Regions from separate parts of the Hordeum vulgare genome. Here region 2 is linked to region 1. The links are chromatin contacts, called in public Hi-C maps. All regions are on one chromosome and are shown on one strand. The core of a region is the stretch at or near the end of the contact, and the rest is flanking DNA. Distances in the headings are between cores, read along the strand shown. Region 1 holds the start of LOC123429753. Region 2 holds the start of LOC123425472.

Region 1 (2,587 bases), core at 44-2,543:
CAACGATCTACATGATCAATCCTCCTCGATCTGGCCGTTGACATGTTTCGGGACGGCTGCAAGAGATCTTGCACAAGGATATATGGATGAGATAGAATTTGGTCGTGCACGTCCATATTAGCTTACGTGGCTCCATGAGGATGTGACACGAAGCTCTGTTTGTTTGTTAACACCATGACACATGTCGGTATCTTGATTTTCATGGCATGGACAACGGTGGAGAAAGTCATGGTGACTGAGATCGGAGTATCAGTAAGGCGGAGGGGGGCCTTGGACGCAACGGAGTCAGCCAGTTGTTTGATAACTTTTGCAAGCAGCACTGACAAGTGGGGCCGACAGCACTAGAGGATTTCATTTTTTGTGATGCTCCTCGGATGTCGAGTCGTGACTTCTTTCAGAGTGAAAACTTAAAATTTGATCTTCCTTTGTTGTCCGTGGTAATTACCTTGGTGAAAGTATTGTTTCGAGAGCTACTTTTTCGAGGATGAAAATCTAAGATGCTGGAACACGCAACGACGGTGTGTCGTTGCTTGTGCATTGTTTTCTCCCTAGAGGCATCGCCTTTGCAGACCTTTTATGTTTTTCGGATGTTGTCTTTGATGGTGGTTTGTATGTCTGTTCCGTTAAGAGGAGTTGCTCATTGTGATGAGGTCTTTATTTTTTCAGGCTGTGTTCATCATGGATATCTTTCAAACATCTTGTTGATGCAAAGACTGGATACCGCCATATTAATATATATATATTTAGAAGAAGAAAGAAAACAAAGGGCATTTCCCTCTTTCAGATTCAGTGCTTGAGTAGCTATTTGCATCATTGAGTGAGTTCTCTAGTGTAAGACCCTCCCTCAAACCAACAAGTGGGCCGGTTTTGTGGCCTTCCTATCAGTCATGCTTCCTATAGCGGTAACGATAATGACTTACGTACATGTGCGTCAACCAAAGCGGCATTCGCAAGCGTTATTTAGACCAGTGGCCATCGAGGCCATCAAAAAAGTAGGCCAGTGGCCATCGTTGTTCATGAGTGTCTCTGCCCAAAACGAAGGCGACCCAGTTGATCCCCATGGCCTCGCCACTGACCCGCACGAGAAAACTGCACAGCGCGGAAACCAAGGCACGAGACCCACTCTACACGAGCGTGCCACGAAGCTTCACCCAGCTCCAGGCCTCCACCCGCCCCCACATGGCAGTGCCGGAAAGGAACTTTCCCCCTGGTGGGTCCCACGTGTCATAGAAACCAGTAGTAAACTGTCGGTAGTCTGTGTCAGGGTCACCCTCTCTCTCCCCTCGCGTCGTCGTCCCCCTTCAACAAAAGCCCTCGATCTCTGCTCCGGAGAAGCTTCTACCCCCTCCACCTCCACCTCCACCCCCACCCCCACCCCCCACTCCATTGCCGCCCCTCGGGATCCCACCCCGCGCCGCCCGCCACTCGGCCGCATTCCGCACCGCGGCGCATTGCCTGGCGCGCGGGGGCTGGCCGGAGCACGTCGTCGCCCGAAGAGCCTGATCTCGCCCCGGATCTGACCCGGGCCCGGAGGAGCGGCGGGATGGCACCCCCGCGGAACGGGGGCGGGGCCGCGGCGGTGCGGCTGCCGGCGATGAACGCGCTGGAGATCCTGCGGGAGACGGTGCGCGTGCTGCGCGCCGACCCGCACGCCTTCACCTACGTGCTCTTCCTCCTGCTCTGCCCGGCCTCCGGGATCCTCCTCCTGTCCGCCGCCGCGCTCGAGGGCGCCGCCGTGCTGCCGCTCGCGCGCCGCCTCCTCGTCGCCGCGGCCGACTCGGGCGTCCCCGTCACGCATTTCGTCAAGCAGCTCGCGCACCACCTCGCCGCCACGCTCGTCGCCGCCGTCGTCTCCTTCCCGGCGCTCCTCACGCTCCTCCTTGCCGCCCGCGCCGCCGTCGCCTACACCGTGGCGGCCGTCTACGCGGGCAAGCCCCTCCCGGCTGCCGACCTCTCCCTCCTCGCGCGCCGCGCCTGGCCGCGCCTCGCCGCCACCTACGGCCTCTCGTGCGCCGCCGTCGCCGCCTGCCTCGCCGCCTTCCTCGCCCTCCTCGTCACCGTCTGCTCCACGCTCAAGTCCATGCTCTACCCGCCGGACATTGTCGTCTCCGCGGGCCTCCTCACGGTGCTTGCGTTCTCCATCGTGTACGCGCACACCATCATAGTGTGCAGCCTCGGCGGAGTCATTGCCGTTCTTGAGGACGTGGCCGGGGTCAATGCGCTGCGCCGGTCGGTGCAGCTGATGCGCGGACAAACCCATGTGGGGCTGCTCATCTTTCTTGTATCCACCATTGGTCTGGCCTTCGTCGAGGGCCTGTTTGAGCACAGGGTGAAGACGTTGAGTTATGGGGATGGCTCATCTCGGCTCTGGGAGGGGCCATTGCTGATCCTCATGTACTCTTTCGTGATGCTCATCGATTCAATGATGAGTGCTGTATTCTACTTCACTTGCCGATCATCGAGTTTGGCAGTCCTGGATGAGGAGGGAGGCTCAATCGAGGAGATTGAGATGATGATGGGTGACAAATCAGATTCAGTCAGGTGATGAAGAAGATTATAGGTTTCTTTCTCAAGGTGTATCTGTTCA
Region 2 (2,587 bases), core at 42-2,541, 660 kb before region 1:
ATTGCAGCTGCAACAGCCCAATGCTTATTTTATTTTGGATTCCAAATACATCCATTAGTCTAACCGAGAATTTCACGAAGACTCGGTGAGTAATATGGCCGGACGAAGTAACAGAGACGGCACTTACGCAGAGCTGGTCGCCGCGGCCGACGATGTCATAGAAGAAGGAGTAGCAGGTGCAGAGGTGCTCCGGGAAGCAGATGTACTCCTCCTTCCTCTTGGACTCCCCCATCACCTGCAGCGCCAAACCAAAACAAGCCGTCGTCAACCGACGGATCGCCTGCTAGTTCGGTGGCCACAACACGAGCACCCCGTGGGAGCCGAAAGGTAAGGCGCGGGAGCCGACCAGGAAGAGCGAGCGGCCGCTGGGCGCGCCGGTGACGCGGCGGACGCCGCCCTCGTCGAGGATCTTGCAGGCGCGCAGCATGTTCTTGTCGAACAGGTGGTCGAGGCTGCACGCACACCAGAACCCGGTCAGGCGCCCGAGACGGCGAGGCGTGCACTCTCGAATAACAACCGAGCAAGACGGGCGGTGCCGGCCGGCATGTTTGGATTCACTTACATGGACAGGTGCTCGTCGGTGGCGTGCCCCGCGGCCTTGATCTGCGCCCACACGTCGTCGGCCACGGCGAGGGCGACGGACATCGGGCGGCGGTTGCTGTGGGTCACTCTCACTGGACTGGTGGGTCGCGCGCGCAAGCCGTTTGATATTTTGCCGCAGCGGAGGCGGAGACCGGAGAGGCGAAGCCTTCGGGGGTGTAGGCTGACAGGTGGGTCCGTGGACCGTGGCCGGTCTTTTTTTGCAGAAACTGAAGCGAAAACAAAATAAAATCGAATTGCTCACTGCAAACTGCATCTAAGAAGGAAATGTGAAATGTGTATGCACAGCCCGGCAAAACGCCGATCAATTTTTCTCATTACAAAACAGTGGAGCCGACAAAAGGCAAAATGAGCTACCACATTTGTATGCGCATCTTGGGCCTCTGATCTAGACTAGAGGGGCGATGCGAGAGCGCCATGGATCGGAGCAGGCAGCGGCGGTGTGATCACGTCAGCGGTTGTGGAGCGGGTCGGAGGAGTTGGGCACCCGGCGCTCGCTGCCCCTGACGAGGCCGTCCGTCGCCGGGACGCGCGGCCACCACTTCCTCGCCCGCACGTCGAACGCCACGTCCGGCGGGCGCGCCCCGCTCGTGCCGGCGGCGTGGCCGTCCCCTCCGGCCGCCACCCTCGCGAGCAGCGCCGAGAGGAGGAGGAAGAAGAAAAGAAACCTGTGGCTGGCCATCTCATGCATTCATGGGGGCAAGAGGACACCAGACAGAGTGGATGGATGGATGGATCAGTGGGCTGTACCCTGCCGCTCTGTGTGTGTGTGTCTGCGTGCACCAGAGAAGGTTGGTGTGCTACGTACTGCTCTGCTCTGCTGCTGCCAATGCCAATGTAACAGCGCGCGCGGCCGAGAGAAAACCTGAGCGCATTTGCAGACTGGCGTAGCACGCGTCGTTTTGACGGGGAGAATGAATGTGCAACAGTCAAAGTTGGGGAAAGCCCTTTATACTGCCCTAGCGAGCGAGGGGAGGAGAGGGGCTGCGAGGACACAATCATTCGGCCATGTATACCGCATGACTGAAAGGGTAGGAATGGTTGCCACACGCAGAGAATCTCGGCAACAGCGGGCAGCAGGCGCAGACATCAGCAGAAGGTCCGTTCGGGCTCTTGTCCCTGACCCATTCGTTGCTTGCTGGCACTACTCTGTTTCGAAGTGAAATTATTACAACTGGTTCCAAGTGCCAAAAGAAATAAAATGTGGTTCAAACTTCAAGCCATCTCCATGTCAAAATAAATAGTCAAATATCATCTCCATCTCCATGTCTTATGTTGTGGAGATGGTAGGTTAATCTTGGGGGGATTAAGAATTGGGACTGTGGGAGTCCCGGACAAGGCACGCACAGGTGTCCATGTCGCTTTTTGCTGAGGGGTTTAGTGAGTGAAGAATCGGAGGTTAGCGGCAGATTAGGTGGGCGGCCCGGGAAACAGGGGACACGGCTTTCCATGCGCGAGGGAAAGGCCTTGAGCGAGCTCCGGAGCCTATGCATGCCCCGGCATCTTTCTTTTCTCTCCTTTTGCAGAACCAGAAGCCAGCGGCCATGCAGCGGCAAGCGGCAGAGAGAGAGAGAGGGAGGGAGAGCGTGCGTGCGTCGCGGCGCCATGGCCGTGCCTCTCGGGCGCTGGGTCGCGTGTCCCGGTGGCCCCAGCTTTCCGCCCGCGATGGACAAGGCCGGGGCTGCTTTTGGGGTTCCAACTGCTACAAAGCGCTGCCTGTCGTCCGTGTCTCTCCCGTGCGGGAGAAGCGACGGGTGCAGAGAGCAGGAATCTGCTCTGGGCGCTGTCAGCCCGCGACACTCAATCCTAATCCCAAGCTTGAGTGCAATTGCGATAACGTCACAGCATCTAGTATTTCCTTGTTTCAGAACCAGCCGACCGGTCCAAATATCCAAACGCGAATTGGGATTACTAGCAAAACATGCCCGTGCGTTGCACCGGGAGACGAAATGACATGTTTTTCTGCGAAGCAAAACTCAATTATCAT

What was found. Hi-C and Micro-C count contacts between places; a contact is called where the count stands out from the background.
Region 2: a contact with region 1 is called in a Hi-C map of seedling, with 6 times the contacts expected there. The contact joins the promoter of LOC123425472 here to the promoter of LOC123429753 in region 1. A contact is called at or near these places in 2 of 6 Hi-C or Micro-C datasets (leaf and seedling).

The regions. Positions count from the first base shown.
Region 1 is chr2H:119,638,914-119,641,500 of MorexV3_pseudomolecules_assembly, reverse strand. It overlaps LOC123429753, which reads left to right and starts at 1,293. Exons shown (of 1, transcript XM_045113753.1): 1 at 1,293-2,587. The coding sequence starts at 1,544. The coding sequence ends at 2,545.
Region 2 is chr2H:120,300,283-120,302,869 of MorexV3_pseudomolecules_assembly, reverse strand. It overlaps LOC123425472, which reads right to left and starts at 1,291. Exons shown (of 1, transcript XM_045109175.1): 1 at 858-1,291. The coding sequence starts at 1,291. The coding sequence ends at 1,052. LOC123425470 (zinc finger SWIM domain-containing protein 7) reads right to left here and starts at 1,041. Exons shown (of 5, transcript XM_045109174.1): 1 at 958-1,041; 2 at 563-809; 3 at 347-452; 4 at 128-235. The coding sequence starts at 645.